2 separate regions of the Mus musculus genome follow, and region 1 is linked to region 2. Evidence: chromatin contacts called from public promoter capture Hi-C data. All regions are on one chromosome and are shown on one strand. The core of a region is the stretch at or near the end of the contact, and the rest is flanking DNA. Distances in the headings are between cores, read along the strand shown. Region 1 holds the start of Xkr6 (X-linked Kx blood group related 6). Region 2 overlaps Fam124a (family with sequence similarity 124, member A).

The links. Promoter capture Hi-C pulls out the DNA fragments that hold promoters and counts their contacts.
Region 1: a promoter capture Hi-C map of hippocampal neurons shows a contact between it and region 2, with 2.4 times the contacts expected there. The contact joins the promoter of Xkr6 here to the enhancer-like site in region 2. A contact is called at or near these places in 5 of 39 promoter capture datasets (hippocampal neurons, liver, pre-B cells and 1 more).

What each region holds. Positions count from the first base shown.
Region 1 is chr14:63,604,417-63,609,217 of GRCm38.p6, reverse strand. Xkr6 (X-linked Kx blood group related 6) reads right to left here and starts at 2,688. Exons shown (of 3, transcript NM_173393.2): 1 at 1,934-2,688. The coding sequence starts at 2,688. Gm15918 (predicted gene 15918) reads left to right here and starts at 1,499. Exons shown (of 2, transcript NR_167937.1): 1 at 1,499-2,259.
Region 2 is chr14:62,560,707-62,565,201 of GRCm38.p6, reverse strand. Fam124a (family with sequence similarity 124, member A) reads right to left here. Exons shown (of 4, transcript NM_001243857.1): 2 at 683-714. Among named protein-coding and RNA genes, the nearest start is that of Fam124a, 7.2 kb to the right of the region's middle. Within about 2 kb of position 2,676, at least 36 of the 459 cell types and tissues checked have an H3K27ac peak or open chromatin away from gene starts, as enhancers often do. A contact at or near this core is called in hippocampal neurons, where this site is marked.

The DNA.
Region 1 (4,801 bases), core at 1,439-3,938, 1.0 Mb before region 2:
ACATCTAACCAGAGCACAGCTTTATTAGCCGAGATGCTGAGGCCTAAAATCTACTTGGCATAGAAGATAGTCTAGGGCAGTCTCCTCAGAGGAAATGTACTGAAAGGATTCAGCCCTGTGTAGGTTCTACTACTACAAAAAAAAAAAAAAATGTTCCCCTTGCAAATACTGTCACTGGCAAAGTCACTGGATCCAGAACACACTGGCGCAGGTTTAAGTCGTAGGACACACAGTGACTAAGGTTTCAATGGTTTCTTGGGGTAGCCAGAGAGGTAAACACTGATGGTAGTCAGTAAGGGAGGCAGACAGTGAAGTAAGTAGACAGTGAAAGTAGTCAGGCAGTCAGGAGACAGTGAGACAATCAGCAGACTTTCAAGTAGACAGTGCGGTAGGAAGCACTGAGGTAAACAGAGTCGGTGAGACCAGCAACGGTAATCAGTGTGGCAGGGAGCGAGGCAGTGAGCAGACAGTGAGGGAAATGGGTGTAGTGAAGCAGTCATCGAGAGGTATTCCGTAAGTAGACAGAGACAGATAATAAGTGGAAGACACGGAGACAGTCAGCAGACAGTGAGAGAGTGACGTAAACAACAGCAGTCAGGCAGTTAGGTAAGCACTGGAGGTAATCGCCGAGGTGAACGAGGAGGTAGACAGGGAGATAAACAGAGAAGGCAGTGAGCTAAGGATGGAATCAGGAAAGCAACCAGTCAGTGTGGTCAGACAGAGAAGAAAGCCAGCTGGTGAGCTAGTGAGGTACCAGGTAGTGGGAAAGGAAAACAGCGAAGCAGCCAGTGAGGTACCCAGTCAGTGGAGTAGCCAGTTGGTGAGGTAGCCTGTCAATGAGGGCAAGACAGTAAGACAGTCAGTGAGGCAGACCACATAGGAAGGCATATATATGAGTCTGGTGTAAACAGGCAATCAGTGAGGTAGCCGGGAAGTGGGGGAAGACGGTGAGGCGGTAAGGTAGACAAGGAAGGCAGTTGGAGAGGCTATGATGTAAACAGTGAAGCAATCAGTCAGCGAGGTGGACAGTTAATGAGGTAGAAGGTGGGGTAGCTAGTCAGTGAGGTACTCTATGTGCTTAGACAGTGAGGCAGACAAGGTTCCTTGGTGAGTGGTTTTGAGAGATCAACCTGACACACGAGGACTTTACAGAAGCAGGGGAAAGGGCCTTGAGGCCAAGCTTGCATCTTGGATGTAAACACAAACCACACAGAGGCCTGGCCGTTAAAAACAGAAATAGGTGCTCAAGTGGCTCAGTGATTTTCCAGAGGTGAGAGTTAACAGCAAACGCTTGCTGCCACTAGATACCATCTCATTTTTTTTCCCTGTCACTGCGAAAAGGGCACATCTATTCCGGAAAGAAAAAAAAAGTCATTTTTTTTCCTTCAAGGAGGGCAGCGGTGTGGAGCAGCGGTGTTTGCAGGGGCTGGGGCTGCAGGAGGAGGAGGGGCGTGAAAGGAAGGAGTGCTTTAAGGAGAGGCAGCTAGGGTTTTTCCACAGGGCCCCACACCGGCCACTGCAGAGAGAAAACAGGAGTGGGGGGGGGGAGGAAATGTCCCTCGGGGAGGATGGGGGTAGGGGGGAAGGCCAAGTGCAACCGGCTGAAGGAGGCCAGGTCTCCTCCAGGATGCAAACGAGCGCCAGTTACCTTGGGACACAGCGGGGGGGGGAAAGGGGGCAACCAGGATGGAGGTCTGCAGAGGAGAGGCGGGAGGGTAGAGGCAGGGTCTTCTCCAAGTGCAACCCAGGGACGGAGATGGACAAACAGCAGGACCTAGGGCCTCCCCCGGGCCAAAAGGCGTGGCCAGGCAACCTATAGACCGTCCCGAGATGCTAAGACAGCGCACGGCTACCCCCGGCTCAACCTAGCCCAGACTGTCCGAGGGGCCCGCGCGCGGCCGCAGCCCCCGCCCCCAGCCCGCAGTGCTCTTACCTCCACACCTGCCCCATCTGCAGCAGGTGGATGACCGACTGCCAGATCCACACGGAGAGGCGGCACAGACGCTGCGCCCCCGGGGTGGCCGAGCCCCCCGCACCCGGGCCGCCGCGGGCCGCGCCGTGGCCGTAGCCGGCCCCCATCATTGGGGGTCCCCGGCTGCTGAGCCCCTCCACGGCGCCTAGCCCGCCGCCCGTGTAGTCCTGCACGAACCAGCGGAAGCTCAGGCTCTGCACCAGCAGCGACGGCACCAGCACGAAGAACAGGGTCAGCCCGAAGCAGCCGTAGTCCCCCTTGCGGTAGTAGTCGAGGGCCAGCCACAGGTCGGTACCCACGTCCCCGAAGAACACCAGCAGCGCGAGCACGATCCACAGGCAGTCAAGCCACGGCCGCTCCACCTGCGGCGACGCGGGCTGCGGTCGGCCGGCCGAGGGCGTCGGGGGGTGGCGGCCGGCGGCCCCGGGCGGCTGCAGCGGCTGGTCCCCCCCGTCGGCGGCGGCGGCGCTGCGGCGCGGCTTCTTGCCCAGCAGCGAGCGCAGGCAGGCGGAGCGGCAGCCCCAGTAGCACGAGGAGGTGTTGCAGCAGTGGCAGATGTGCAGCGAGCTGCTCTCGCCGGGCTCGCTGCCGTCGCCGCCGCCGCAGCCGCCTCCCCCGGGCTCCCCGTCCTCCTCGCCGCTGCCCACCGCCTCGTCCAGGTTGTGCAGCTGGGCGAAGCCCACCCCCACGCCACCGCCATCGGATTTCGCCGCCATCTTGACTCTCTTCCCAGCTCCGGAGGTTGGGGGGGAGGGACGGGTGGGGGGAGAAGGCAGGGACCGGGGAGGGGGGGAACGAATGGAGAGGAAGGGGGGCGGGGAGGAAGCGGGGAGCAGACGAACGGGGGGAGTGGGCCAGGGAACCCCCTCCGCTTCCGGGCGGGCGGCGTCACTTCCGGGCGAGCCCCCCAATCGCACGGCGCCCGCAGCCTCCTGGCCCTACCCTACCGGCCAAGATGGCCGCCCTCCTGTGCCTCAGCTGCTGGGCGGGGGGCCGGGGGGTTCTCCCCGCCAGGGCTCCCCGTCCCCTCTTCCGTTGACCCCGAAACCCATCAGGTTGACCCCTCGGCGTTTCAGAATCCCGCTGGGTTGAGTGAGACGGTCCAAAGTGTTCCCTGGAGGAGGCAGTGCCAGACGTTTTGGGGTCCCCTTCCTCTGCGTCGCAGCTCTCAGCTTTGCTCTGGGAGAAACGCCCCCTAACACCCTCCCGGCTGCGGGCAGAGGGGCGGGACCTTTGAGGGAAGGGGAGGAGCTAGTGAAAAGCAGGTGATTACTTGTCACTTCCGGGAGATAGGATGACCTCATTGTGTAGTTAGACACCCCCCTCCCCCCCACCAAAATGGCTGTGTCTCACCTCTGGCTGGATAACCCCCCCTTCATCCGTGTTAGTTTCTTATTTTGAGGGGCTCTAAAAATAATGACATAAGTCAATAAGAGTCCACAAACTTACTGATTCTCACTTCTGTTTAGACATCTTTCATCTTTATTGACCCCCTAATTTTCCTGTCACTTGATAACTTTCCCATATTTTGTAATAAAGTTTCCAACTTTCCCTCAAGAAAATTCTAGGCAAAATTTAGCTAGAAATCAGCCTGGTTGCCTCTTTCCTGTTGTAGCAAGAACTAAATGGGCATCTTGTGACCTTGAGTGTTTTCTGCACAGTCAAACATGTTTTTACCTACTTTTTTTTGTTTGTTTTAGCGTGATTTTAAAACTCTCTAAAGACCTTCATTTGGGAAAAAAAAAAAAAAAAAAAAAAAAAAAGCTTTAAGCTGTATGTATCAATTACTTGTTCAGGCAATTTGAATGTGTGAAACTTGTCTTTGCCAGTGTTTTGGGGGGTGCTAAGGCTCTGTTAGTAAACATGGCTTTAAATGAGTGAAAATGTTATTAATGTGCTATATCATTAAAATAGGTGCAGAGTATTTGAGCTTCACTAACAAATTGTATAAATGAGGCAGCACTGAATGGATTTGAATTACAATGCTCTTTCAGTGGAAGACAGCAAACTACTTAGTTGTTATTGATGAGTTATTTTAAAGAAGTATTTTAAAGAAAAAGTGAAAAAGAAAACACTGGAATTTTCTCATCAACCTCTGTAGATTGTTTTTATCCAATTTTTTTCAGTAATCTAAGAATGGCAATAATGGGTTTTTTTGTTTTGTTTTTTGTTTTGTTTTTTTTGGAATGCTAACAAGACAAATAGGTAATATGTTTATAGCATTGAGGTTCTGAAGAAAAAAACTACTTTGACAACTTATGACATTTAACCCTATAGGATCTACTTCAGTTTCTAGAGTGACTGGGAAAGAAGAGAATACCCTATTGCAGAACACAAGTTTTCATGAGTATATCATGCCAAGATAAAATGTATAAAAACTGAAAAACTATGTAAAGAATTTTACCCATACATTACAGAAAGTGATTCTAAAATCTACTTTGTGAAAGAAATCATATAACTGCATCTTTTACTTTTTGCTATAGTTTAATCCTTTTACTTTCTATGGTAATAAAACAGCACTAACAGGTAAAATATTATTTCTGCATATAGGTGAAAGACTGTTTCTTTGCTGGAGTTGAAACAACACCTTGGGGGCTGGAGAAATGGCTCACAGGTTAAGAGCACTGGCTGCTCCTCCAGAGGACCTTGGTTCCCTTCTCAACACCCACATGGCAACTCACAACTGTCTCTAATCCAAGTTTCAGGGGACCTGGCATCCTCATGCAGACATAAATGCACATAAAAATAAATCTTTTCAAAAAGAAAAAAGGAACAGCAGTGAAATAACATCTTAAACCATGGGTTGCACACAGTTGCTCAGACATGAAT
Region 2 (4,495 bases), core at 1,427-3,926:
TCACTTTTATACCCACAGTTAAGAGTAGATCTTACCCCAACCAAAGAAGGTTCTTTTTGCAGCAGGAGAGCATTACAGAAAGCACAACTAGTCAAAATGCAGAGAACAATAGACGGTGGGGTTCCCAGCCCCTGCGGATATATCCAGTGCCTGCATCTAAGGACCAGGGAACATCATGGAAGAGAAGTAGAGAGAGTGTAAAAGTCAGACCAGGCAGCATGCTGTGGAACTGTGCCTTCTAGTTATGACAGGGACGCTACACCCATGAAATCTCAACAGCATGGCAGGTTCTCAAGATCGGAACAATCCCAACAGCAGTTGACATCCCAACATAGATAGGGGAAATTAATGGGATCCCACCCCTAGCCGAGGGGCTACATGCAGTTAACAGCTTCTGAGAGATGGAGAATCAGCCTTCTCCGGGGATGAACTGCCTGATGGTTATCCAATACTAAGTGGTCAGAAACATAAGCATGCAGCAATGCATGGACTGAACAGGCTCTGTATTGATTGAATGTTTATGTAACAACAATGATTAAAGAAGAGGAGGTCCTGAATTTGGAAGGGAGTTGGGGGTACATGGGAGGAGTGGGGAGGAGGGGAGCAAGCAGGAAAGTGATGTAATTATATTTCAATTAAACATTTAGACAACAGCCTTGAAGGACATTCAAAGAATACTTACTGCTGGTGGAGGACAGGTGGCTGTAGTCGGACCTGAAACAGAAGATGTAAGTAGGATTAGACATAGTTTTCCTTATGCAAATGAACTACTTGCGCTAAAAGCTTCCTTAGTGGTGACTTGGTAAGTAGCATTTGCCTGCTAAAGCTGTCACGGGTGCAAAACAGCATTGAGGCTTCTTTTGTGCAAACCAACGCTATGTTTGAAGTTTAGAAACAAAACTGGGGCCTTCACATGGGCTCCACAAGTCATTCTATGTGATTCTCAGGCCCTCTGAATTTGCTGTAAAGTTTTTGAATATTTTTCTGGTGAGAAAACCTCCAAGTTTTCAACAAATTCACAGCTCCCCAAATGGTTACACTCCCATCAAGGGACACTTTCCCAATGTTCACTCAGTACCACTGGGTCCTTCCTTGCAGACATGATGGGAGGGACCCTGAGGAAGGAGGATAGAAGTTGGCCAGGGAATAGGGGGGCATCCACAGGGCAGCAGGGACCCTCAGCACAGGGCACCTCAGTTGATTCCGTTCCTAGGCCTGCTGGGTAGCAGAGCCACAGGATGTGGGATGCGATGGGGAAGGAGAGTTGAGAAGTGATTGATCTGTGTGAGTTTTATGTGGCGTACTCCATGGCTGGCAGTCAGGCACTATGAGATGGAATCCTGCCAAGGACCTGCCCTGCCTAGTCGGCCGCGTTCCTGCCCCACGGGCAGGGCTGTTAAGACTTTCCTCTTTGGCAAAGAATTTGGTTTAGAAGGTGTTTATGCCCTTGCACACCCAAGTCATTCTTAGGAGGAAATTAATTAGGTATGGAGGGATTCACAGTGCCTGGGAGTTAGGGGATGTAGCTATGTAAATAAACTGCTACATCAAGTTTAATTTTATAGGTACATATTCCCTTTTTTTCACCTCAGTCCCCAGTTGCCTTGCTTGATCATCCAGTTTCACCCTGTTTACCACATTTAAAAATTGTACATAAGACTTTTTAAAAGATTACCTTTTATGTGTTAAAATTACTACAGTGCCCAAACTAGATGATGCCCCAGTTTATTGGTAAGAAATAAAATGGAAGGAGAAGGGCATTGGCTTTCTTTTCTAGATGAAACACTTCAGTAGTCAAAATCATTGGTCTTTCAAGCCAGGAAGAATAAAAACTGCTAAAGTGATTTACGGATCCTTGATATACTGCACTCGCATGTGCCAAATTCTACTTTATTATCTGTTTTGGTGACAAAATACCTGATACAAATGACTTAAGGGGCAAGGGTCTGAGGGGGGAAAGAGCAAAGATTGTGCGCAAACAGGAAGTAGAGAGAGGTGGAAGCTGGTGTGCAGCACTTCCTCCTGGTTCTCTTTTTATTCAGCCCAGGACCTCAGCCTGTGGGAGGGTGCCACCCACATGCAGGAGAGGTCTTCCCTGCTCAACTGAACCTCTCTGGTATCATCTTCGTCGACTTGTCCGGGGCTATGTCTCCTAGGTGATTCTAAATCCAGCTGGTTGGTTACTTTCCACCTGGGAAGGGAAAGTGGCACTACCTGAAAGAAGTGAGGAAGGACAAGGGTTTGGACCCACTGGGCAGAGTGGATGGGAAATGAGCAAGCTAGAAAGACGGATGGGTTGGGTGAGAGCACAGTGCCACGTTGGCTGAGGGAAACGAAAGCAGCCAGGGTTGGTGACATCCTGAAACTCAGGATTTCTGCACCCGGCATTGGCACCTTAAACTCTTTCTGATGCCAGACAGAGCAGAAACAACACATTAAGCTGACACTGAGAAAGCTAATTATATAAAGTACAGAGAATGCCCAGCAAGCATTCAATAGCAAGGCTCTTCATCAAGGCTCTTCCATTTCCACACCACGGTCATCTTAGGATGGCCAGACTTTCCAGAAATTGCACAACTATCCAAATCCGACAGGGGGAGTGTATGACTCTGCCTACTATAGCAAAAAGGTGCCAGTCTTGTCAGCTAGGGCTCGCCAAAGATGAGATTCACACAGGCAGGCATTGTAAAGATCTGATACAGATGGATATGAATGTAGAATGAATATTACATCAAAGCCACAGTTAACAATCTTGAAGTGCCTTGGTAGTATTTTAGGATAAGCACTAGCATAAAGGACGTTCCTTTACAGGGTCCCCCTTAATCTCTCATGGCAGTGATGGGGTTAGGCTTGCCGACTGGCCAGCTTCTGACAGATTTGTGAACTCCAGTTCTTTCATGCAGCAGCCAACCTGCACAGCTCCACTCTGATCCTGTCTGACTTTCAATGGCGTCCATGCTCATTAGCTAAAACACGAACCCCTGTCTCCATGAAGGGTGACCTGTGCCCAGCTCTGCAGAGCTTTTCCCATTCAAACCAATCAGACAGAAGAGGCATCTAAAATTTCACCTTGCTCTGCAGCCTCTGGCTCTGAGTTTATGTGATTTGCATAGTTGCCATAACGACAGGATGACAGCTCTGAAGTGCTGCTCTTTTCTTGGTAAACCATCTGAGCGCGTTGTTTGGCAGCCCCCGTGGTTCCTGCTTTCGATGAAGTGATGCCCCGAAATTCACTCAGCCCTTCTCTTTGGAAATCACTGCGCAATTGTTCTTGGTTGTTCACGTTTGCAGAGTACAGCGCGATGAGATATTTATGAATAAAGCTTTGCATTTCCTTTCTTGTTCTTAGAGAAATTACCATGATTGGGAATACAGACCCAATACACCCGGCATTGGCACCTTAAACTCTTTCTGATGCCAGACAGAGCAGAAACAACACATTAAACTGGCACTAAGAAAGCTAATTATATAAAGTACAGAGGTACTTCCAACCTGTAGCTCATACTCTAAATAAGTTCTAAATAAGTTTATTTAATGGCACTGCCAGGGAAAGACAATCTATAAAGCTTAAGACAACTGTATGAAGAAATAGAATAAGATAATTTCAGAAAACAATCAGGTACTTTTCTAGACTGCTTGAAGGACTTTGTGCTCCCCAAACATTTAGTGGGTGGGAACAACTTGAGGTTTTTGTTTATTGGTCTCCTATCACAAAGTGGTCCCCTGCTAGCTCTGCATTTGACATGCAAGCCTTCCAGAATGAAGCATTAGAGGTGAACTTAGGGTCTTAAGATGTAACATTTTTGAACATATACTGTAGATGCAATATATTAATACAAGGATTATTCTCTCATACCTGATATATACTCCAAATATTGTTTTATTAATATTTGTGATAATAAAAAATTAGTTATGATCTGGGCTGTATGTTAGATGCATGCATTTGGGATTATGTGGGAAGGCATTTTGTAATTGAGATGGTTCACCTCTGCTGGAGGTCCACTAGATAATTTGCACATATACTTATTTTGTTAAAAAAAAATGAGTATCTTTCTAATTCTCTTTTTCAGGAAACTATGGCCTAACAACTAACCTTGGCCTTTCTGTAAAGCTGACCTTCCTGTTGATGCACATGCATGGCTCCCTCTATTGATGCACATGCCTGGCTCCCTCTGTTGATGCACATGCATGGCTCCCTCTGTTGATGCACATGCCTGGCTCCCTCTGTTGATGCACATGCATGGCTCCCTCTGTTGATGCACATGCATGGCTCCCTCTATTGATGCACATGCCTGGCTCCCTCTGTTGATGCACATGCATGGCTCCCTCTGTTGATGCACATGCCTGGCTCCCTCTGTTGATGCACATGACTGACTCCCTCTATTGATGGACATGCATGGCTCCCTCTGTTGATGCACATGCCTGACTCTCTCTATTGATGCACATGCATGGCTCCCTCTGTTGATGCACATGCCTGGCTCCCTGTATCATGAAC